Regions from separate parts of the Sus scrofa genome. Here regions 1, 2, 3 and 5 are each linked to region 4. A link is a contact called in public HiChIP or PLAC-seq and promoter capture Hi-C data. All regions are on one chromosome and are shown on one strand. Each heading gives the region's core, a stretch centred on a gene start, on an enhancer-like site or on the middle of the called end of the contact. The rest is flanking DNA. Distances are from core to core; before and after follow the strand shown. Region 1 holds the start of SPI1 (Spi-1 proto-oncogene). Region 2 holds the start of SLC39A13 (zinc transporter ZIP13). Region 3 holds the start of NR1H3 (nuclear receptor subfamily 1 group H member 3). Region 4 holds the start of AGBL2 (cytosolic carboxypeptidase 2). Region 5 holds the start of MADD (MAP kinase-activating death domain protein).

Region 1 (4,708 bases), core at 1,440-3,939, 290 kb before region 4:
AGGCTGGGGAAGTGGGGGCGGGGCGGGGCCCTGTACTCACCGCTGTGGCTTTCTCCATCACTGCTGAGATACGGGTAATATTCATGCGTTTGGCGTTGGTAGAGATCCGTGTCATAGGGAACCAGGTCTTCTGATGGCTGCTGAGAGAGGAGCGTGTCAGGACTCGGATGGTGGCAGGGAGACCCCAGCAGGGTTGGCAGCCCCCCAGTATGTCCACACTGAGCAGCTGCATCAGGCCCACTGCTCTCCCTCTGCTTAGAACTGGGAGAGGTGACAATAAAGCAGGGACCCAGGGGAGCAAGAGCCTTGGCTCCTGCAGAAAGGGGGTGACAGGGACCCTGGAGGTCAGAGGTCAGAAAAGAACCAGGGCTGAGAGGACAGCAGGCAGCGCCCCACGGTCACTTCACACTCACAGTCCACTGCTTTCCCGGGTCCCAACTTACGTGTCTGCCCTTTCACCGTGACACCGAAACACCGATACGCCTACCCCCCCAACCATCCTCATACTCCCATGACACACTTCCACCCACACTCCCATGTGTGAACTCACACCCATTCACACTCACTCTAGGGGTCAACTGGCATATCCACACACTTGTCGTCACCCGAGCCCTGTTTACACTCACCTGTAGACACACATAGTGTCCCCCAAATTAACACACGAATCCGTATGCTCGCTGCCAAATGCATTCACACACGTTCACACCCATATCCTTCCAGGGTATTCCTCCTGCACACTCACTCCACAGAACACATGCTTGTCCTCCTGCCACTTTCCGCACCCCACTCCCCTCTCTCACGGCCTGTGCCCAGGCCACTGGCAGGCCCAGGGCCACCATGATGACCAATGGCTAGTCACACTGATGGAATTTCCAGGATTCGCCCAGGCAGGCTTTGGGGGCCGTGGGCCAGAGCCTTGACCCTCTTCCTCCCTGCTCCTCCCATCCACCCACCTCCCTGGGCTACTCCCTCCCCCCACCCCCAGCACAGGGACAAGCATACCGGCTTCCCAACAGTCACCAGGCCTCTCCCCACCCCCGCAGTATGTGCCCAAGGATTGCACAACAGTAACTCTGGCCCTCAGGGTCTGGTTTGAGGAGCAGCACTGCCTTAGGAGCCCACCATCCAGGAGCCACGCCAGACTAGCCCCTGGGCTGAGGAGAGGGGCTGAGGGGTTTGGTGTGGAAGCCCAAGATATGTCTCCTATGCAGCTCTCCCTGGGGTTCAGAGACTGAGAGGTCAAGGTTCAGACAGGGTGGCTGAGCCCCTGGGCCTGTGGCTTTCTCAGGGCAGAGGTGGCTCTTCCCAGGACCACCTCCATCCGCTCCTGCCTGCCCCCTCAGACTCTTGGTCCCAGGTTGGAGAAGGGTGGGACCAGGCCAGGTGGGGGCTGGCTGGCTCCCAGGAGGCCGGGATCCTAGCACAGGGTTTGTGGGTAGCACAGCCCCACAGCAGGATGTCAACCTGGGGTGCCTCCCTGGGGCTCTGAGGCCTGGCTGGGTGGTGGGGGTGGTGAAGGGAGCTGCATCCAGGCCAGGAAAGCTGAGTCAGGTGGGCAGGTCCTGCCAAGTCCTTGCCAGCTCCCCGCAAGTGTCCCTACCCCTGCTGAGGGCAGACAGGGTGGGAAAGGGACATAGGTCTTCTCAGAGAGGCCCAAGTCTGACACCTGCCAAAGGCTGCAACTGTCACTGAGAACAGGAGCAGAAGGGGTCCACCCCAGACGGCTGGCCTTCCCTCCCTGGGGACCGCTGGGACGCCTGCTTCTTCTCCTCCAGCCTCAGCCCCTGCCTTCACCCCAGGCTCACCCTTGACCAGACCCTACCCCAGCCTCAATCTCAGCCGCAGGATGTCTCCAACCCCAGCTCCTGCCCTCTTCTTCCCGATCTCCAGCCCTAACTGCATGGCCAGTCTCTGCTCCCCTCACTGCTCCAGCCCAGCGCCTCCCCGGCCCCTGCCTCCGCCACTCAGGGCCTGGGCCCAGAGCTCAGAGCCTTAGGACCACAACTATGTCCTCTGTGCCAGGCCCCAGCCTGGGTGTTGGGGACTCAGGCTCAAGACAGCCTCAGTATCCAGGAGCACCCAGGCCCTGGGCTGAGATCTCTGGCCTGCTGCCTCCTGCCCATGAGCCTTTACTGTCCTGGGGGCCGGCTTCCTCACCGGCAAGCCAGTCTCCTCATCTCCTCCGCCACCACCTCCCTGCCGCCACCCTCACCATCCTCAGCCCAGCACCCTGCGCTGGGGCTCAGGCCTGCCACCCGAGCCCCAACTATAAATAACCGTTCAGGCCCCACCGATCACAGCCCCACCGTGGGCCCAGCCCTCAGCCCGCCAGGGCATGCTCCGAGGAAGCGAATGGCCCCCTCGCTGGGTCTCAGGCCAGGAGCTGCTGGGAGGAAACACCAGCTTCCCACTGATAGCCGGAGGGCAGCCAGCGGGTTGGTGGGCTGGCGGGCAGGCGGGCGGGCGTCGGAGGGCCGCGGGCTGGGCTGGTAGAGGAGTCCCGGTACTCACAGGGGGGACGAGGGGAAACCCTTCCATTTTGCACGCCTGTAACATCCAGCCGAGCTCCGAGCCTGTCAGGTCCCCTGCCTCGGTGGGGGCCAGTGCGGAGCCCCTTGGGATGGGGCGCCCCGTCGGGGGCCGGACGGACTCGGGGCGGGCGCAGGGCTCAGGCCTGCCCCTTGAGCTACAGGAGCCCTGGGTGAGCCCCCTCCCTTGACATTGCAGGGCCAGCGCAAGTTCCTGATTTTATCGAAGGCCTGCCGCTGGGAGATAGTCCCCTTGGGGTGACATCACCACCCCAGCCCGTTTGCATAAATCTCTTGCGCTACAGGAAGTCTCTGGCCGGCTGGGGCAGGTGGTGCTCCAGGGGCTGGCCTGGGAGGCCATGGGGGCCAGGCCCCCTGCCCAGAGGAAGCCGGGGACTATGAGGGGCGGCCTTGAGGGCTGGGGTGGGGAGGAAGAGAAGGAGGGAGGAAGCCTAGCTTCACCACTGGGAGGCCTTTGCTGCCCCCGCCCTGCTGAGGCTCTCCAGCCCCTAACCCCACAAACACCTACCTCTCTAGAGACCCTCCACGTGCCCAACAGTCACTTCCTTGGGGTCAGAGCTGGTAAGGATGGCCTCTTGGGGCCTCCATTTTCTGGGGTCAGGCTGGCTGGCTGAGGGCTCTGATCCAGCTGATTCCCAGGCCTGGCTCTCCCTGGGCCCTTGGGCCCCCAGCCCCTCGGTTCTGCCAAGCCTAGCGCTGGGCTCCGGGCCAGGGTCTTCAGCATGGTACCACTTCCCCTTTCCTCCTAGTCCTTTTACACTGGCTTCCCTTCCACCAGAAGCGTTCTTCCACCCTCTCTTCCCAGTTTCCCAAGCACCACCGCTTCTCCCAGATCCCTAAGTGCTCTATTCCCAGCCCAGATTTCTCAGTTTCCCCACCCCTGACCAATGCCTTGATATCAAACCTTTCTTGTCTGTCCATCCATTCATCTGTTTTCTCATCGATTTGTTTATCGGTCTGTTTGTCAATCCATCCATCCACTCATGAAAGCCAGCCGTGCATTCATTTGTCTATCAGTTTATCCAACTATTCACTCGTTAGCCCATTTATCTATTAGTCTATCACCCATCCACCCATTTATCTGCTTGTCCCTTTAGCCATCTATATGTTTATATATCAGCCCATCCGTGACGCATCCATTTTTCCATCTGTTTATCTACTGTATATCCTGCTATTAATTTGTTCACCCATTAATCCATTCATCCACCTGTCCATCTAGCCATCCATCCATTCATACATCCGTCCATACATTCCCCCAACTACCCAACCATCCAACCCCCGCATCCATCCATCCCTTCATCCATCTATCTATGTATCATCCAATCATAATTGAGTTCAAGGGGAAAGGAGAGGTAACGGACAAGATCCCTGCCTTCAAGGAGTTCCTGATCTAGTCTGGAGGGCAGAAGGATGAATAGAGATATTTTTTGATCTATTGATCTCTGATGAGTCTACTTCTCTTGAGAAGAACTTCTTGAGTGTTCCGTTTCCTCCCCTGAGTAGTTGCTTTATATCCCTCCCCAGTGACTTGCCAGCCTCCTTCCTGTCACTGGAATCCCAGATCCCCTAGTGCTTATTTACTTGCAGCAAAGACCAGGAATTCACAAGTCTGTGTTCTCCATTAGATCTTTTTTGCCTACAATCTTCACTGATTTTTTTTGAATGCACTCTTGGGACTCTCCCAGGGGTCCGAGTTACCAGACCTCAGGACTTCCAGGAACTTGACCAAGGCCCTCCCCAAAAAGGAGCAGATCCATCCTTGTCCCCACTTTCCCATCAAAGTCTAGTCCTAGCCCATTGGATGTGTGTGGGGAGTAGGTCTATTGCACCAGGTCCTGCTTGATGTGTTCATTCATTCATTCATTGTTCTTTTTTTTTTTTTTTTTTTCTTGGTCTTTTGAGGGCTACACCTCTGGCATATGGAAGTTCCCAGGCTAGGGGTCAAATCAGAGCTTCAACTGCTGGCCCGTGCCACAGCTACAGCAATGCAGGATCCAAATTTCATCTGTGACCTACATCACAGCTCAGGGCCACGCCAGATCTTTAACCCCCTGAATGGGGCCAGGGATTAAACCCACAACCTCATAGACACTATGCTTAACCCATTGAGCCACAAAGGGAATTCCCAATCGCTAACTTTTGATTGAGGCTCCTCCACG
Region 2 (5,008 bases), core at 189-2,688, 270 kb before region 4:
GAAATCATTTGTATATTGTGAAGTGCTTTGCATATGATGGAGTGATTTGCATATATGGGGGGCATCTTAGAGATCCCAGAGCAGCATCCCTGAGTGTCCTCCTCCTCCTCCCTCTGCAAAGTAATCAACCTAGGGTTTCCACTTCAGAACTTAGGCGGGGGAAGAGGAGGGTGTCCCGGCAGAACTGTGGGCCTTGAGGGGGAAGCAGACAGGGGGCTTTCAGAGGAAAGCTGATCCTTCTTGGTAGGATTGGGGTCTAAGAAAGGCAGCGTTGGAGTGTGAGGTGGAACAGGGCAACTGGTGTAGCATATGACACTTGTGCCCTCAGAGCCCCCAGTAAGGGAAAGTGACACAGGATGGATGAAGGAAGTACCCTAGGAGGCAGATGAGGGTCAGAGGCTTAGAGACTCCCACCCTGTCACAATCTCTGTCCAAATGAGTACCCAAGGGCCCGTTCCTGAGTATAGGTGGTCCTGGCTGATTCCCAGAGAAGGATGCAAAGTGGAAATGCCAAGCCAGATTCCTAAGACTCTAGAAATGAGAGCTGCTGTCACATGCCCTGGGTTCAGGAATATTCAGGTTTCAATTGTGGCTCTGTCATCCGTGCTATTGTGTGACCCTGGGCTAACTACCCCACCTCAATGGGCTAGGCTGAGGGTTCTTTAAGACAATGCAAGCAGAGTAAATGGCAGGTGTTCAGCAATAAACTGCGGTTATAATAATAATGCTATTGTTTGCTGCCTTAATCTGAGGTGAGGGAAGCACAGAGCTCTTGCTCCCCCAGGTTTGGAGTTACCAGCAGCAGTGTCAAGCCACCGTGCATTGGACTCCAAAGGGTTACAAGCCCTGGAGACAAAGGCCTGAGGTTCCCAGTGAAAAACCAAAGCATAAAAATAATTCGATGAGTAAGAATAAAATTCCCTCTTCTGAGGTTCCCGAGGCTAGGCCCCTCCCTGCGGCAGACACTTCCCCTTTCCCTTGCTCATGGAGGAGCCAGACCAGGCTGACTCAGAGAAGGAGTGCCGCAGCCATCCTCCCACCCCGACCCCGGCCCCAAGCCCCAGCACCGGCCCCGGCCCCGGCTCGGAACGGCACAGTCTAGAAGCCGAGCGCGCCCCCGTGCGGCCGCGGCCGGGACTGCCACCCGAGAGAGGAAGCGGCGGCCAGGCCCTCAAGCCCAGCCACCCGGCCGCTCGTGGTCCCTAGAAGGCCGCCGCCTACGCCCTGCCTAGCCCGACCGAGTGCGGTGTCCAGCGGGCTCCCACTTCCGCTCGACCCTCCCCGCTGTGCCCGGTCCGGCCGGAGCGGAAGTGCGCCAGCCGCCCGGGTCCCCCATGGCCGCGAGGCGGAAGCGCGCTCCGACGGCCGCTCCCCCACTACCCCGCGGCGCGCGGCGCGTCGGGTTCCGGACAGGTCCCGTGTGACGTGGCCGCGCGCGGGGGGCGGCTCCGGGCCGGGGGCCGGGTGGCCGGGCCGGGCGGGGCAGACCCGGGGCGGGGCGGGGCTCCGCAGCTGGATGGCCGGGGCCGCCCGTAGCGCCGCCGCTGCCGCCGCAAGGTGAGTGACCGCCCGACCCTCAGGGCCCATGCCCCAGGCGGGACAAACCCTGCCCATCCCGTTGACTTCGGCCCGGCTTGTCTAGATCAGACCTGGGCCTCTTGCCCAGAGCCCGGGAATTCAACTTCCTTGGGCTCTTCTCCCGGCTCCCCACGCGTCGCTCCTCATCTCTCCCTCTCTCTCCCCTTCCGCATCCATCTCCCACTCTCCAGCTCTCCACTCCTGACTCTCCCGCTCCTTGCTTTCTCCTTTCTCTCCGCTTGCTGACTCCCTCGGTACCCTCTCTTCTGTTCCAAACTTGTGGTCCTCTAACCTTTAAGTGACCCGCCGCCGCCTCCAAGTCAGGCCTGGCTCAGTCCTGCTTTTTGGTCCCCAGTGGAGCCCTGCGGATTTAAGGCCTGGAGAGCCTAGACTGGAGCATCTTTAACAGCTGCTTTCCGCCCCCGCCCCCGCCCCCGCCCCCTTCCCAACTCCATCAGCAAATGCGGAAAACTGAGGCACGGCCATCACTGGCTCAAGGTCACAGCCAGCATGAGGCAGGGAAGACCACATTTAAACCTCATGCCTGAGTTTCCAGATTTGTACTTCCCTCTTGGTTGACTCACATCCAGGTCCTGTGATCCATCCGCTGGGTGCACTCCAGGTGTCCACTGCTCCTGGGTCCCAGCAGCATAAGGAGGGCTTTCTGTGCCTGATCCATGCCAGGCATGCTCACCTGTTTAGCAAGCTCATCTCATTTGTGTGAGGGAGGCAAATTCTCTCCATCCTACAGAGAAGGAGACTGAGGCTCAGAGAGAGTCTTCAGGGATTTACCCCCAACCAGCAGCTATAAGCTCAGAGCACAAAGTCAAGGGCAGGTCTTCAAAGCCTGTGCTCTATACATCTGTGAGGCAGCTCCTAACTGAAGGAGCCTCTGTCTTCAGTCCCACCTCCTGTTTGGCCCATTTCCTAGGAAGAAGCCCTAATGATCCTAATCTAGATCAGCTGGTTGGTTTCCCCACCTGCACTCCTCCTATTGCCCCACCAAGCTAGGTGGTGCCGGCCTCTGTCCCTGGGGGTGCTTCACTGGAGGACATCCCGGCCCAAAGCCTCCCCTGGCAGCCAGACATCCAGCTGGGCCAGGCCTGCCAGTGGCTGAGGGGAACCTAGCCAGCGCCTCACCCTGTCATTAAGGAAAGTTTAGCCTCAGGCGGACAGGCTGACACACAGTCTGGAAGTGGCTCCCAAGGAAAAAATGTGTGGTCCTTGGGAGTGAGGTGAGGAGGGGCAGAGCCGCTTTGCTCCATGCACCCATCATTCGGGTCCTCAGAGGCCCCAGGGGGAGGCAGGCAGGAGGGCCGGTGCCAAGGCCTCTGGGAGTGGGGGGAGGGTTAAGATGCCACGTTTCCTAAGCAGGTGTGCGGCCAAGGGTGGCAGCTCACGTAAGTGGCCTTTGTGTTTTTCAGCACGTGGCATGCCTGGATGTCCCTGCCCTGGCTGTGGCATGGCAGGACAAAGGCTCCTCTTGCTCACTGCTCTTGCCCTGGAGCTCCTGGGAGGGGCTGGGGGATCCCAACAGGCCCTCCGGAGCCAGGGGGTGGCAGCGGCCTGTCGCCTGGACAGTAAGGAAAGTGAGTCCTGGGGGGCCCTGCTGAGCGGAGAGAGGCTGGACACCTGGATCTGCTCCCTCCTGGGCTCACTTTTGGTGGGGCTCAGCGGGGTCTTTCCGTTGCTCGTCATTCCCTTGGAGATGGGGACCACGCTGCGCTCGGAAGGTGAGTGACCCTCCTCTGGCTCCCAGGGGCAGCCGGCAGCATGGGAAACATGCTGCTGCTCTTTCTGGGAGAGCCGGGTCCCGTGTCCCGAGTCACAGTGTGTCTGAAGTAAGGGTGGGGACAGAGCATAATTCCTCACCTGGGTCCAGTGAGCTGTGCTCATTTGTCCATTTGTTTGTGCACTGGTTTATTCTGAAACAGTGAAAGTCGGCCAACATTCACCGAGAAGCAAGAGGCGAGGCTGGAAGTATGGATGCCAGGCTGCATGGGTTCAGATCTTGGCTCTGCATCTAAGGGTTGGGTGGCATTGGGCAAGTTTCTTAACTTCACTCTGCCTCAAGCGCCCAACCTTATTTTTTGTTTGTTTGTTTGTTTGTTTTGTGGTTTTTTGGCCACCCTCAGGAATCAGATCTGAGCCGCAACACTGGATCTTTAACTCACTGTGCTGGGCGCGGCATCAAACCTGTGTCCCAGTGCTCCCAAGCAAGCATATGCTGATCCCATTGAGCCACGGGAAACTCCAAATGCCCAACCTTAAAAGAAAAAAAAAAATGGGGATAGTAGTAGTAGCTACCTCATAGGTGTTACTGTGGAGATTAAATGAACTGATGTTAGTAAAGCACTTAGAAGACTGCCCGGAGCCAGGCAAGGGCTCTGTGCTGGGTCCTGGGTGCTGAGGCAAGCGAAGCATTGCCTCTCCCTTAAGTCCCGACTCATAGTGCTGAAGGGTGCTCAAACCCAGAGCCGCTGGGGCACCCTTAACCCACGAACATGCCAGAGGCTGGTAGCCGGCCTGCCTCTGGGGAGGGGATCTGGGAGGTGGGCACAGGCCTGGCGGAGGCTTTTCCTTGGCTGCCCTTTTGTGTTGTGTGCATGTGCTGTCTATCCATAAGAGACATGCTGTAATGAAAAATGAAAAATAAGATCAGATGGGGAGCTGCTAAAAATGCAGGTGCCTGTCACTCCCACCCAAGGGTATGACATAGTAGGAGTTCCCTTCATGGCTCAGCCATTAATGAACCCATGAGGATGCGGGTTCAGTCCCTGGCCTCACTCAGTGGGTTAAGGATCTGACATCGCCATGAGCTGAGGTGTATGTCATGGAGGCGGCTTGGATCTGGTGTTGTTGTGGCTCTGGCGTAGGCCAGCAGCCGTAGCTCCCATTCGACCCCTAGCCTGGAAACCTCCATATGCCGTGGGTGCGGCCCTAAAAAGCAAAAAAAAAAAAAGAAAGAAAGAAAAAGAGTATGACATAGTAGGTTTGGACCAGGGCCCCAGGAATCTTTGAAATGAGGGTCCCAGGGGCCTGTGGTGCCTGCCAGGTTCAGGAACTGTGCATTCAGCAGATGGTTATGAACACATCTCTGCCAGGCACTGGGCTGAGGGCTGGCACCACAGCTGTGGACACAGCCCCAATGACTTGTGTGTCGGATCAGCCCCTCTCATAGCATCCCTGCGAGGTCAACCTAGGGAGGACCTGGATTATTATCTCATTTTACAAATGGGGAAGCAGAAGCACAGAGAAGTTCTTTGAGGAGCCCAAGGTCACATAGCCTGGAAGTGGCAGCTTCTCCTGGGATTCCGTCCCACCACCAAGCTGCCTCTGCCCTCTGGGCCTCAGTTTGTCTATCTAATCAAGAGATTCGACATGGCCCCCTTAGGGAACTTCCAACTCTGGATATTGCAAGGCTGCAAAA
Region 3 (4,915 bases), core at 1,549-4,048, 400 kb before region 4:
CTCATGGTTACTAGTCAGATTCGTTTCCACTGAGCCACAACAGGAACTCCTGAAGAACATGAACATGTGATTTTAGATCTCAGATATGAAATGCCTTAGCTGACATCCATGGAAAGACCTCAAGTCTGCAGCTGAGAGAAGAGGTCATGAATTGGAGTCATAAAAAGACAAAACTTAGCATGGAGATGGTGTCTAAAGCCAAGGCCAGGTTAAGCTCACCTTGGGAGTGGGCATTGGTGGGGAAAGGGCCAGGATGAGTCCTGGGCCATTCACTGGTTAGTAGGGAGGGGAAGCCAGTAAAGGAAGCTGCCTTTGAGAAAAGCCTAACCTTTTCTTGGCAGAGAAGCCAACAGAGTATTTAAGGAAGGGGTGACCGATTCTGTAATGCTGTTGAGAGGTGAAAGAAGCTGACTAAGAACTGGTCGCTGGCTTTGGTGAGAGCAGGTCATTGGTCCTTGACAAGAGTGGCTTCTGTGGAGTGGCAGGTGAGTCTGAGAGAATGGGCAGTGAGGACGTGACACCAGAGACCAGGCAACTCTGAAGGATTCCACCCTCGATGGGGAGTGACACAGGGAGTGGCAGCTGAAGGAGGACATGGGCTGAAGAGGTTTTTGTTAGGCTTTGGGATGGGAGTGATCCCATAAAGCAGGAACGCTGAGCACTGGGTTCCAAGTTGAAGTGAGAAGAGAAGGACCTGGCGTGTAAGTGGAAAGGCTGGCCCGAGGTGGCAGCTTATACCCGCAAGAAAGCTGGAAGACCTGGCGGTGGGAGGGTGAGATCTCTGGTGCTCTTGTTTCCTCAGTGGCATAAGGAGGGGCCTCAGTGAGTCCGTCTGGGGCGAGGGGCAGCGAAGGGAACTGTGGGGACCCGCGGTAGCATGGCTGAAGTGCGTCAGCGCTCTCAAGACCTACAGGTATGAGTGGGAAGTTATTCTAGGACATGGCCAGCACGGAGGCAGGCAGCAGCTCACCTGTGTCTGCAGGACCACTTGCCAGCTGGCACTCCTGCTGCCAATCCTTGGGTATGACAGGCTCGGTGAGGCGAAGGAAGTCCTGCAGCGGGCAGCGGTGAGGGCAGCCGGGCAGGATCAGCGGCCAGGGGGCCTTGTCACTCTCATTCCGAAAGTACATCTCCACTGAGAAATTCCTGAAGGTTCATAGGAGACAAGATGGGAGCTGCTCGCTAGGCTGACAGCAGCGCCTCAGGCTGTCCACAGCCATCAGTCACGGGAGCTCCCTGCCTGAGGGCAGAGCAGCAGCTCCACTCACCCATTATCTTCCTGGTACAGTTCAAATATGTGGCAGGCCGCATAGGGAGCTTGTTCACCGTTGTAGACATCCAGTGCCATTTGCAGGGCAACCAGGGTGGTGTCATGCTGTAAGGGAGAAGGGCTCCCCATCAGCACAGCCCCCCACACCCCCAGGCACTGAAGAGGGACGAGACCCAGCTCTTGGCCTGACATCCGCACACCGCGGGCTGTGGGAGCTTACCGCTGAGTAGACCAGCAGCTTGGGGAGCTGGGAGGTGGTTGCCATCAGGGTCAGGTTCTTCCGTATCTGGGCCAGCAGGACTCCTGAAGGACAGAAGTCCCCAGTGTCAGTGGCTATAGCCGTCACCATCTTCTCACCAGACCTATCTGCCGTTCTCTCACCCTCTGCGAGTCCTGGCTCTGATCACCACAGAGAACTCCAGGCTCATGGGAACTACACAGGAACTCTACGGCACCTGCTCTCTAAGAACTTTCACATGTGTAGGAGAAAGCAAGCTCAAGCTAGCTATCTGTGTTTCAACACCGATGCAGAAACCCGCCACTTATTTATAAATGAGTTACGAAGCCCTGCCCATGTTTGAAGAATTACTCCAGGTGGGAATAAATATAAACTCAAGATTGCTTCAGAACACACAAGATGGTGGCTCCAGGCCAGGGGAACTCTGTCATGTGCAGGCTCTGAAAACTGAGATGTCGCAAAGGTTCGTCAGCTGGCACTCCCTTGGGGTGCTCACGTCAGGAAACTGGCCTGTGTATGACTGTCAGCCTCTTTCAAAGTGGGCCCTTGTGGTCATCTGGAGGAAGGGATTCATTGGAGGGGAGGGAGGGCTTTCTGACATGGTGAAACTTAAAAGAATGTGAATGGCAGAAAAGCAGCACACACCCAACCGTGCTCACTCACACAGGACAAACGTGCTAGGCATCTAGACAGCTGGGGACACCGATGACTAAGGGGATGACTAGGGGGGCCTAGTTCTGAAGAGCAGAGAACACTTCAGGTAGCATGTGAGAGGCCCCCAAGAGCGGATTCCTAATGCTGTAGGGATCTGACAGGGGAGTGACATGCTGCTGTTGTCACTCACCCCCCTGCAGCCGGGCCTTCTCTGCCTGCTCGTAGATCCCGAAGAGGAAGCGGAAGCTGAAGTCCTTTAGCCGGCTCAGACGCTGCATGGTTTGGGGTGAGGCCCAGGGAGGCAGGACCAGCCCGTGTGTCTGCTGTATGTGGCAGCGGGCAGGTTAGCTCCTCACCCAGGCCAGAGCCTCTCCCGGGAGCCGTTCTCTTCCTGTGTGTGTGTGGGTGTGTGCAGGGAGAGGAGAGGCAGAGGTTTGCGACCAGGAGACATGGTGGACAGTGATGAGGCCGCAGGGCACAGGAAAGGAGGCTCGGGCACCAAAAGTGTGACTCAGCAGAACGGAGTCAGATACCACGAGAGCTCGGGGTGGAGAGAAGCAGGAACTGCTGACGATCGATAAACTATTTCCCACTCTGAGGTTCTTTTTCACCCATGAGGGAAGTTCCCTTGTTTCACAAGAGGCGGCTTGCCTGGACCTCCCGGGTAGGAATGGGGTCCAGGCACGGTTGCACATGGCCTGGTCACCTAGGCCTGCTGAGGTGTGAGAGGAGGACAGTCATACCGGGGACCCTGAGCCAGCTCACCTCACAGAAGAGTGTGTCATAGACATTCCAGACGGTCTCCAGTGTCAGGTCCGTAAGCCCTGTCTCGTTGGCCACCATTTCCAGAAATTGCTATGAGAAAGGGATCAGGGATCAGTCCTGCCCTGGGGGAAAGGACAATGTGTGGTGACCTCCACCTCGGCCCCACTCACTGCATTCTGAATACTCTCATTCTGATACTCTGGTGTCCGCCGGGTCTCGTTCTGCAGCTGCTCAAAACGGGGACATGGGCCCAACGGGAACTTCAGCAGCTGCAGACCAAAGGGGGAAGCAGAGGCAGAGAAAGAGTCGGGGATCAGCAGCCCAATGGCCAGAGCTGCCCCCCTCACCGCCTCCAGGGAAGGGCTGGCCAGTCTTACTCTGTCCTCGGTAACAGGCACAGTATGGACAGGAATAGGCTGCCAAGAGATGTTTGGATTAAAGCGCTGCATCCCATTAGGGGGGAAGAGTCCAGCCAAGTTGGCCTCAGCACTCATGAGAGTCCGGTCAAAGTCTGTGCTTCGAACATAAACCTGCAGAGATGACAACACGAGTCTCACGAGTGGGTGGGGGAGCTCTGGCCCCTCCATGGGGTCCCAGGGGAGGACCGGTTCTTGGTGGACACCTACCAAATGAAATCCTCCGTGCATCTGGCCCTCTCCCCCCTCTGGCTTTCCCCATCCCTCTTTACAGCCAGGGCCCAAAATGCAGCTGGGGGGTTTGCTGTCCCCAGTCTGTGAAAAACTCCTGTGAGAATGGCTTTAGGTCAGATGCCCCTCCCAGTCCAAAGTGCTTAGTTAACAAGGCTCTTGGGTCCGTCTGTGTGCCTGGTTTTATTACACCACCTGTCACCCTATCTAGGCCCAGGTCCTTGAGGGCAGAAACTATCTCCCCTTTTATAACTGGCTTAGAGACCAGGAGAGGAAATAAGATATGGAACAGAAATAATTATTTGTGAAGAGAGAGGAAGAAGCTGTAAGGAAGGGCAAGATCAGGCAAGAGCTGGCCCTCAAGGAGACAATACAACATCTAGAGACAAAGATCAAGTTTGTATGGCACACCATTATATGCAGTGCTAGCATAGTGCCTGGCCCATAACAGGTACTCCAAAAATGTCTTGAAAGCTTGAGCTATTTCAGAGTCAGAAACTACTTTGCTAGACCCTTAAATCTGAGCTTGGATGCTTGATCCGTTTTGCCAATTCCCAAGCCAAGCAGGAGCAACTCAGCCTCTGGGGTTTTGTTCCAGACACCCCTTGGGTGTCTTGTCCTGTAGCTGTAACCAGAAATGCCTGGAGGGAGGCGAGCGTGCCCAGCCTCACCCTTAGTCTCCTGAGGGCAGAGGGTGAGAACAGCAGGCCCCGTTTTCCTTACCTGTCAAGATCACAGCCTTACCTCTTGCCGGTGGTAGGAGGTGTTCAGAAAGCCAAGGTATCGCTGTCGCAGAGCCCGGCCCAGCTCCCAGTGCTGTAGCATCCCCTCCTGTAGGCAAACCCAAGGATTCAGAGGCCCAGAGGGGAGGGATGGCTCACCCCCCACCAGGGCTGGGCCACTGTTGCTTTCCAAGTTCTTGGCTGGAAGTAGGAGTGGGTTCATCTGATCCCTGAAGTCATTTATTAAGCAGCCGATTGTGCACTGTGTAGGCCCATTTTAATTGGCACAGGTTAAGAAATGTGATTAAAGTCAGCAGGCACATGGCAAAAAGGAATTCGGTGAAGCCCCAAGTCCTATAAGCCTGCTTGAGGTCATTCATGCTACAGCTCATCCTGAAGGAGAGCTGGCTTCTGACCCACCTTGGTTAGCTGACCAAAGCCCTGGGGCCATTTGTCTTCTTGATAGGGGTCCTTGGGATATGTCTTTACTGGCGAGCGGTCTCCATGTCGGTACAGCTGAGGAAAGAAAATGGTTACCCTACAGGTCACAAGGGTCTCCTTGACGGAGACACAGAGCCCAGGTCTGCCCCATGCTGAGAGGGAAGCGTCACTCCCTCTG
Region 4 (4,744 bases), core at 688-3,187:
TTGTCAAGTTTGATCTACAGACTCCATGAAATCCAGTAGCTTTTTAAACATCACAAGCCAATTCTAAAATTACATAAAATGGCAATAGCCGAGACACTTTTGAAGAACAATAATATGGGAGGACATGTCTTTCCAGATATCAAGACTATTTTAATGCCATGTGGTGTCATTAAGAAAGGGTGGTACTGGAGTTCCCACTGTGGCTCAGTGGTTAATGAAACCGACTAAGAACCATGAGGTTGTGGGTTCGATCCCTGGCCTTGCTCAGTGGGTTAAGGATCTGGCGTTGCTGCGAGCTGTGGTGTAGGTCGCAGATGAGGATCCTGTGTTGCTGGGCCGTAGGCCAGGGGCTGTAGCTCTGATTTGACCCCTAGCCTGGGAACCTCCATATATCACAGGTGCAGCCCTAAAAAGCCAAAAAAAAAAAGTACTTTTCACTAATGGTGATGGAAAAACTCATCATTAGTTGATTTAAGCATAACTCTCCCAGTTAAACAATTCACTTTATGAACCCGGGAAAGGTGATGCTAGATAAGAGTGAGCTATTACCTTTAAAGTAACCATAGTACTGGAGGTGATGGTACATAAAATCTTCATAGGGATCAGGAAGAGTCTGTAAAATGAAAGACCATCTCAATCAGGAAAGAGCTTTCATAATAACAAGCATAATAGTCTGTCATAAGAGTAATACTGACTCTTGGAGTTCCTGTCGTGGTGCAGTGGAAACGAATCTGACTGGGAACTGTGAGGTTGCAGGTTTGATCCCTGGCCTTGCTCAGTGGGTTAAGGATCTCGCGTTGCCATGAGCTGTGGTGTAGAGGTGGTTGAGATCTGGTATTGCTGTGGTTGTGGTGTAGGCTGGCAACTGCAGCTCTGATTAGACCCCTAGCCTGGGAACCTCCATATGCTGTAGGTTCGGCCCTAAAAAGACAAAAAATAAATAAAAAAAAATAATAATACTGGCTCTTAACCAAAGTACAGAAGCATTGTTACAGAGGACACTATACCTAGAATTTCTGTAAACAAACCAAGTGAAACACCTTTACGCATATTATTCCATCTTTGGGATCAAGATCTCCAGCCAGAAAAAGGTGCCACCAGGATATATTTTCTAATCTAGTACTGGATTTCTGTGGTGTTTCTGGAGAGGGGTATTACTAACCTTCGGCTTTGGCTCTTTTTCCAATGCTGGGAACATGTTACTTCTACATGGTATGCTGAAGACCAGTCAGTGACACGGCGTCCAGCCACACCCTTGCCCAATTTCCAAAAGGCACCTGATTATTAGACAGATGAAGCTAAAAAAACCACAGGAGGACAACCGAAAAAACTCGAAATACGTCCACGCCCCCTGTCGCCTTGCTCTCTTTTCTGCTAACCCACCCGCTCCTCAAACAAGGACCCAGCCGGTGGTGCCCACCGTGAGGCCTGAATGCGCACCTGATGAGGAAGGGCGGCTTGTCTTCAAGCCTCCTTCTCCCGAAGCCCCAGGACTCCTGCCGGCCCCATTGCTTTCTTCTCCCTAAGAAGGAGCTGCCTACCACCAGGACGCCGCAGGAAAGATTAAGAAAAAGGGATGGAGGGATCCGGCGGAGTCGTCTCTGTGGACATGGAAAAGAAAGATCAGGGGTCGGGAGAGTGGGCTCTTAAAACGAATTCAGGGTTTCAATGTTTCCTTATCTGGGAGAAGGTGGCGAAAGACAGTTTCCTGAAGAGGCGCGGGAGCGGGCGTAGAGATTTCCTAGGAGGGGACAGGGGAGACTGGCTACCCTAGCCAGTCGGGCTAGCAGGGATGGGCGCGGCGCCAACAGCAGCAGCAAAGGAGCCGGAGCGAGCCTGGAGGCACCGCAGCGCTCGGCGAAGACGAAGCGCTCGCCTTGCTCGCTTGCCACAACTTTCTGCAAGGGCCTGGGTAGCCTAGCAACCGCGAGGCGGAAGCGAGAGGGCGGGGCAGCTGGGCGCTTCCGGGGAGCGAGGCCCCAAGGAATAGGTGTGGAACCCGGATGAAGTCGATCACTTGGCGGGGGTACCAGTTTCAGCCTCATTCCTCGTTTCGCACAATATACTGCAGACCCGCTTCGGGGTATTCGAAGGTATATTAATGGGCAAACACAACGCCAGTAGTGCTCAACATACTCCAAACTTAGTTGCTATTACTTAGCTAGCTTTAGGGAAACTGTTAAGTATTGCTCAAAGAGAGCGGCTTCCTCTCTCCTTCCACCTTCCTAGGCTCTCCATCCCCTGGCTAGACTTGAAAAACAAGTTAATATGCTCCATTCTGGTAGGATAGAGACAAGTATGTACTCTGCAGCAATTCTTGGAAGTTTGGAAAACTGTTAGGCAAAGCAAAAGCTTTAATGGCTAGTTGATAGCCTTTATTTTCAGAAATTTGCTCTCTGCAAATTGCAAGAAAAACAATCTATATACAAAATGGTCACCCTAATATTTGCATAATGGTAAATAAAAAACAACACACTAGCATACACAACACTGATCCGACAACTGCATGCATATAAATATATTGGAATAAAATTCTAACTATTGTCTTTGGTTAACTTGGTATGACTATAACCATAAGTATTACTTTTGAAATCAGAGGAAAAAATATAAAGCACCTTTATTTTTTTTTCAAACTATTAGCCACATTACATCATTTCCAGGATTTAAGTAGGCCAAATATCAGTTAATATTACAGAGTACAAGATCCAAAATTGAAGTCATACAGTACCTTTTGGTACTAGAGGACTGTTTTTCTAATCCTGTCCCTAACTCCTGAACAAGATCTAGACATTCTTGACAAGATCTTGACATTCTTTTTTCATGACAGGACATGTCTGCCCATGTCTTATACTGTAGTTGATTATAAAAAAATTGACTTAAGTCTTGGTTAACATAATCATGGAGTAATAATCAAAACAGGAGCAAAAGGATAACCAATCAGAAGTATAAAAAAAGCTTTATTAGTGCATATGTACAAATTTACAAGGTCAGAAACTGGAGAAATACAAACAGCTTTAAAACACAATTTGCTTTTTCTTCAGTTTAAAGTGACTTTTACCTGATTGTGATACAATAGAAAGTACAGAAGAGTAAACTGCTTTTTAAATACTGGAATTTTATGGAGAATACATTCACACATAAAAGGGAGGTGAACTTTGGACCAAGTCAAGAAAATGGAAACACATTAATACATGGAGTGGCTCTTATTACGTTTACTGCCACATATGTAAGGGGGAAATTCTCATAATCAAGGACATGAACACCTGCTGCCGCTGCTGCCTATATTGAAATTTAAATGTCACCTAGTATGTGAAATGACTGAGCTATAAGTTCTAGAATCTGTGGGAAAGAATACTCTGAAGAGTGTGGCCATCTGTTAGTACCAGGTGAACAACCTGCTATACTCAGCACTTCAGGCATGGCAGACTAGAGGAAGAGGTCAGAAAGAGATTCCTATAATCCCAGTTAAGCAAGGTAGAATACAGAGCTGCCTTCTTAATTGCACTTGTTCTGAAGAAGTTAATGAGAGAGAGCGCCACACTAGGAAATACATTGCCTCTACTGGGCAGGAAAATCATTCTTCCTTAGTGGGTCCTCTACAGAGGTGTCATATTCATGAGCCATATGTTCAGACTGATGAGGTTAATGGCTCTAACGTGCTGAATTTGCCAGTGTAAGAATAAAGGCAGCCAGGTCAAAGCATTCAGTCACCTCACCTTTCAGCAAAATAGAGAAATTACACTTCACGAATGTGGGAATTTTGTATGTGTATGCTCTTACCCAGGAAATGCATATGCTCTCCCTCATAACATTTCTAGTTCACTGACAACAGTAAAACTGGTTAAGACTCTGAACTGAATATAGATATATAAAAAAAAATCAATAATAAAAATTTAAAAAGAAATTAAGAAACTATGTGTTTGGAGCCATTTTCCTCCTCTTCAGTCTTGCTCGCCAATCTTCAGGAAGGGCTTCAAAATTTGCATTTCTCTCTGCCATGCCACTGTGAAAACAATATACAAATTACTTCACTAGGAAAAAAAAGAATGGAACTATTCATTTCCTAGCAAATAAAAACTAACTGAAACCTAAAAGCTGACCTATCACATCTAAGCTTACGAAAATATCTCAAGATTCTCAGCTAGGTAGCAACATACTCTTCATCAAATATCTTAATTCAAACGGGTCAACCAAACACAAAACACTCTTTCTGTTTAGTTTCACTCATGTTAGTGCTTATTTACTTTTATACCTCCCCAGTAACAAAGCCATACTGAAGGAATACAACACATTCTTTTTTTCTTTCTTTTTAGGGCCTCGCCTGTGGCATATAGAAGTTTCTAGGCTAGGGGTCAAAGTGAAGCTGTAGCTATTGGTTAGAGCCACAGCTCTGATCCAAGCCCCATCTGTAACTGTGGCAACTCTGGATCCTTAACCCACTGAGTGAGGCCAGGGATCAAATCTGCATCCTCATGGATACTAGTAGGGTTCTTCACCTGCTGAGCCACATGAGAACTCCACATAACATTCTTGTAAAAGTCTTTCTTGGCCCCTAGGAGTTATGATTCTCTGTCACTGATACATTTTAACTCACAGGAAGATATATCTAACCTTCAACATACCTATCATAAATAACCCACTGTGCCAAGGTGGAAACTCCAGACCTAATGTTTTTCAGATTCTCTTTCGATCAGTTATAAATAGGACTGATCATTTATGGCTTATTCAATCATTTAAAAACTGA
Region 5 (4,444 bases), core at 1,351-3,850, 380 kb before region 4:
GGGAACTCCTGTCTGCTTTATTTTTTGGTTGTGCTCTTGGTATGTGGAAGTTTCCAGGCCAGCAATCAAATCCGTGCCACAGCAGGGACCTGAACCACAGCAGTGACAACACTGGATCCTTAATCACTAGGCCACCAGGGAACTCCTATATGCTTTATCATGTAACTATCACAACAGTTTTATAAGTTCAGGTATGAGTCCATCTCACAGGTGAAGTTTAGAGAGGTTAAGAAACCTACTCAAGGTTACACACCTGAGCCCTGGAGGCTTCTCTTTTTTTAGGGCTGCACCTGTGGCATATAGATGTTCCCAGGCTCGGGGTCAAATAAGAGCTACTGCTGCCAGTCTGCACCACAGCCACAGCAACTCGGGATCCAAGCCTTGTCTGCAGCCTACACCATAGCTCACGGCACCGCTGGATTGCCAACCCCCTGAGCAAGGCCAGGGATGGAACCCACATCCTCATGGATACTAGTCAGGTCCATTTCCACTAAGCAACAACAGGAACTCCCTTGGAGACTTCTGAGTTCTTAGCAGTTTCCTCAGTTGAGCAGTGCTGCCCATGCCACACACCCCAGCCTCTCTTCTGCCTCCCCAGGGCTGCAGGTGGAGTTCATCAACCCTATCTTCGAGTTCTCCAGAGCCATGAATGAGCTGCAACTAAATGATGCTGAGTTTGCCCTGCTCATTGCCATCAGCATCTTCTCTGCAGGTGCGGAGGAGGGGCAGGAGGGAAACCAAGCAAGAGATTCACACGGAAGAGGGCTGCCGTCCCCATAGGGCAGGAATCATGGGGGTGGAGGCTCTTGCTGTGCTACCTTGGGATGGGAGAGGTTGGGTGGGGTGCGTTCCTATATTTTGGTTGTGATTTGGGGTATGGAAGGAAGACCCTGGCCAGACCTGCTACTCAACTCTGTTGGTGACCTATAGACCGGCCCAACGTGCAGGACCAGCTCCAGGTAGAGAGGCTGCAACATACATATGTGGAGGCCCTGCATGCCTACGTCTCCATCCACCACCCCCATGTGAGTCTCCCCACTGTGCCCCCTTTCTTCCTCTACAGGCTCAGCCCCTGACACACCTACTTTCCCTCCAAGAATCCCTCCCTGACTACATCGTGCACAGACAATTCTCTACCTCTCCCACAACTCCCCACCTTGCCCCCCTTCCTTGGGGAGAGACAAAGGCTGCACTTGTCCCTCTTCTTCCCCAGGACCGACTGATGTTCCCACGGATGCTAATGAAACTGGTGAGCCTCCGGACACTGAGCAGCGTCCACTCAGAGCAAGTGTTTGCACTGCGCCTGCAGGATAAAAAGCTTCCCCCGCTGCTCTCTGAGATCTGGGATGTGCACGAGTGACTGTTCTTCCCCCACACCGTGTCTTCTGTTTTTTGGGGTAGATGGCTGAGGCGTGACTGAGAAGGGCAGACATTCCTGAGGGCTGGGCAAAGGACATCCTCACGTGGCATTAAAAGAGTCAAAGGGTTGGGAATTTTGTGGCTGCTGGGTCCTGGGGATTCTGCTGAAACAGTGCTCCCATGTGAAGACGGTACTGACCCTGCCAAATGGATGAACCTGGGGGCCACTTTGCACAAGGTTGGCCAGGGCCCTGCCCATCCTGCCTCTACCACTTCCTGTTTTCCCCACGGGGCCCCAAGAAGAATTCTCCACTGTTAGCCTGCGGCTTGGCCGTAAATGCCTCAGGGCTGCCTCACTGATAGGACTGGCACTGGGTGTACAGGAAGATCGAAATTAATACAGGATGAGAGAAACCCATTTCTGGATTGGGAGTGGGGGCCCGGCAACAGAGGAGGGAAGGCTGTGTCCTTTAAGGAGCTGCTTCCAGATTCCGAGGAGGGAGACAAGTCACAAGTGACAGCCTTGGCAGTGAGCGGGGACCTCCTTTTACTAGCCCCATTGAGCCATAAGGGTCAATGAAATGTTGAGGCTTAGATGCCCCCTTCCCGTTCAGTGATCCAGGTGGGATCGGTTGTCTTCCTGTGGGAAGGGGGTGTGGGATTTTCCGACCTAACGCCTCAGTCGTGCACCTGTGTTCATGCCCGCGGGTATAATACCTTGGTTTTCCCGTTGACAGCTGAAAAAGAGCAATCCTTCCTCTTGGCCCGCAGACCCTTGGGACAGGAAGAAAGGTCCCCTGAGGCCAGGGGTAGGCTGACCGGTTTCAGGGTTAGCGTCTCCAAAGGGCTGGACTCCATTTCCCAGCGGGCACCGCGGCACCGCTCACGCCCCCTCCCGTGGAGCGTCCCGGTGTAGGTGAAACCGCGGCCTGCGCCTTCCGGCATCAGGTCCCCCCGCCGCCCCTGAATTGGTAGGTTCCACTGCCGAGGCCGCCGGCTTGCCAGCCCGGGAGGCTGGGCACCTCCAAAGCGCGAGCGGGGGGAGGGAAGTCAGGTAAGAGGGACGGTTAGAAAGTCTCAGGGGCAGCTTATCTTGAGAAGTCTCTTCCAGATTAATCCACATTTCCTCGAAATGGACTCCATTACCATGCCGAATTAAAATCTGTTTTAGTAACCTAAAGAAAAAGTGTTCCTGTGGGTCCTCCCCTTGGCACGTAAAGGCGCTGGGCTGGCCCAACGCTCCCCATCGCGTTCCCACTCCCACACGGATAGGTGTGTGCGTAGCCGCCTTTCTCCTGAGGTCGGCTCCACCCTTCAGCCCTCGGCTTGGTGCAGCCCTGTCCTCCCCGGGGGGAATGGTACGGCCCCCGGCCCCCCTCGGCTCCCCCTCCTTCACCGGGTCGGAGTGGTAGGCGCCCCCCCACCCCCCTTCCCGGTGAGGACGCGGAACTGGCGCGCGCTCTGAGCGGCGTCCGCGCCGGCGAGCGACTGACGCTTGGCTGCAGAGAGTCGTGCGGCCGAACCTGGCCGGTCTTCAGAGGCTCCAGAGGTAGGAAGGTCTGGGCCACTGGGGGCCTGGAAGGGTGTTTGGGGTGGGGCTCCCCGGGGGATACAGACTATGAGAGGAAACAGGGGCTTTAGTGGGAAGGGGACTCTAAGGAGCCCCCAAGGTTGTGTGAGGGGGCGTGGGGTCTCGAGAGAGAGCAGCGGTCTGTAGGAAGGGGGTAGGACAAGGGGTGGGGGCCAAAGGGGTTCCAGCTGCGAACCTGGGCGCAGCTTGCGGCTGCGGGGCTAGATTCCTGCGAGGCTGGCGGGCGGCCCTGGTTCCGGGGCGGGTGCGGGGGAGAACTGTCCAGCAGGTGAGGGGGCGGGCAGAGCTGTCCTGTCCGGGGGCTAAACACATGGCGCGCGTGTGTACGTGTGTCTGTGTCTGTGCGTGAGTGTGTGTGTGTGCGCGCGCGCGTTCCCCATTTTTGGTTAGAATTTGAATAAACACTTTGGCTTCTTAAATTTTCTTTTTTTTTTTTTTTAATTTGGTGTTTCAAAATTGGCTTGTTGGGGAGTGGAGACCCCGTTCAGTCTTTCCTGAAACTGATTGTCTCCCCATCCTCGTGCATCTTTAGACTCATCCTTCTTTCCCTGCCTTCCCTACTTCCCCAACCCTGCCTATTGCTGCCTCCTTGCTCTCATTCTTCCCCACGTTGGACCAGTCTGTGCTGATGCGCTTGCAAGGTCACTGCCTGGGGAGGAGGAGGGGAGAGAGCCTCTTATTGTGCTCACGTCAGCAGATGTCCTATCACTCTCTGGTTCTTGTGGTTTTACTGTGACATCCTGCCAAAATGAGGGACGAATCCAAAGGGCTGGTTAACATGGCCATTTGTAAGCTGAAAAGACAAGATAGCTTAAAGGTCTGTGGATTCTAAATCTGCGTGTGGATGGTGTTGGGTGGTAATTGTGTAGGACTTCAGCGGATAGGTATGAGTCTTGAGCTTGATGCCTTTGGAATATAGGAGCTGGGAATGAGGGGCTGCCCGTTAGTAAATATGGTTGAGGCAAGAGGCGGAGTCTGAGTCTGGGTGGATGTGAAGACAGTGTGAGTATAGGTAGTGTTAAGAGGATTTAGAGTCTTTGTGAAGAGGGGAGCGAATGGGAAGAAAAGCCTTATCTCTGCAGTTTGAATAACTAAAGGCAGTAGCTGTTGAGATAGAACGGAGGCTAAAAATCCATCCTATCATTAGTGGCTAGAATAGTCACAAGATCTCAGGGTCCTTGTTTGTGACTTGTTTGTGGAGGGAGACAGCATTGTAGAGCATGATAATGATTTGTTTTATCAAATGATTCTCAAGGAAAGAGGGACTGGGATCCCAAGGATAGAGGCCTGATCCCTGATATATTAGTAGAAGATGCTTCAGGTGTGATCTTTGAGATTTTAGCTGGAAAGGGCTCCTGGTTTTCAATGTAAACGTAGATTTCAAGACTTAACCTTGTGCTCTGGTCCTGTAAATTGTTTCATTTTAAGATACTTTGGCTCTCACTATGCATTTTACACATAATTCTTTATAAAGTATGCTTTTACCCATCTCCC

The links. Promoter capture Hi-C pulls out the DNA fragments that hold promoters and counts their contacts. HiChIP or PLAC-seq counts read pairs in DNA pulled down with a chosen protein or histone mark.
Region 1: an H3K27ac HiChIP or PLAC-seq map of alveolar macrophages shows a contact between it and region 4. The contact joins the promoter of SPI1 here to the promoter of AGBL2 in region 4. A contact is called at or near these places in 1 of 5 promoter capture datasets (fetal liver), 2 of 47 Hi-C or Micro-C datasets (embryonic fibroblasts and subcutaneous adipose tissue) and 1 of 2 datasets of contacts at active chromatin or transcription factors (alveolar macrophages).
Region 2: a promoter capture Hi-C map of fetal liver shows a contact between it and region 4, with 2.8 times the contacts expected there. The contact joins the promoter of SLC39A13 here to the promoter of AGBL2 in region 4. A contact is called at or near these places in 1 of 5 promoter capture datasets (fetal liver), 1 of 47 Hi-C or Micro-C datasets (embryonic fibroblasts) and 1 of 2 datasets of contacts at active chromatin or transcription factors (alveolar macrophages).
Region 3: a contact with region 4 is called in an H3K27ac HiChIP or PLAC-seq map of alveolar macrophages. The contact joins the promoter of NR1H3 here to the promoter of AGBL2 in region 4. A contact is called at or near these places in 1 of 5 promoter capture datasets (fetal liver) and 1 of 2 datasets of contacts at active chromatin or transcription factors (alveolar macrophages).
Region 5: an H3K27ac HiChIP or PLAC-seq map of alveolar macrophages shows a contact between it and region 4. The contact joins the promoter of MADD here to the promoter of AGBL2 in region 4. A contact is called at or near these places in 1 of 5 promoter capture datasets (fetal liver) and 1 of 2 datasets of contacts at active chromatin or transcription factors (alveolar macrophages).

Annotation. Positions count from the first base shown.
Region 1 is chr2:15,225,912-15,230,619 of Sscrofa11.1, reverse strand. SPI1 (Spi-1 proto-oncogene) reads right to left here and starts at 2,689. Exons shown (of 5, transcript NM_001001865.1): 1 at 2,512-2,689; 2 at 41-137. The coding sequence starts at 2,556.
Region 2 is chr2:15,199,366-15,204,373 of Sscrofa11.1, reverse strand. SLC39A13 (zinc transporter ZIP13) reads left to right here and starts at 1,438. Exons shown (of 10, transcript XM_003122808.6): 1 at 1,438-1,557; 2 at 3,003-3,311. The coding sequence starts at 3,011.
Region 3 is chr2:15,334,668-15,339,582 of Sscrofa11.1, reverse strand. It overlaps NR1H3 (nuclear receptor subfamily 1 group H member 3), which reads left to right and starts at 2,798. Exons shown (of 10, transcript NM_001101814.1): 1 at 2,798-2,975. ACP2 (acid phosphatase 2, lysosomal) reads right to left here. Exons shown (of 11, transcript NM_001244740.1): 2 at 4,717-4,812; 3 at 4,319-4,405; 4 at 3,305-3,457; 5 at 3,098-3,196; 6 at 2,928-3,017; 7 at 2,353-2,485; 8 at 1,491-1,573; 9 at 1,269-1,375; 10 at 971-1,146.
Region 4 is chr2:14,930,381-14,935,124 of Sscrofa11.1, reverse strand. AGBL2 (cytosolic carboxypeptidase 2) reads right to left here and starts at 1,937. Exons shown (of 15, transcript XM_021083073.1): 1 at 1,441-1,937; 2 at 1,163-1,277; 3 at 550-613. The coding sequence starts at 1,198. FNBP4 (formin-binding protein 4) reads right to left here. Exons shown (of 17, transcript XM_021083063.1): 17 at 2,938-4,003. The coding sequence ends at 3,913.
Region 5 is chr2:15,313,378-15,317,821 of Sscrofa11.1, reverse strand. It overlaps MADD (MAP kinase-activating death domain protein), which reads left to right and starts at 2,600. Exons shown (of 36, transcript XM_021085175.1): 1 at 2,600-2,908. NR1H3 (nuclear receptor subfamily 1 group H member 3) reads left to right here. Exons shown (of 10, transcript NM_001101814.1): 8 at 599-712; 9 at 931-1,025; 10 at 1,214-1,493. The coding sequence ends at 1,360.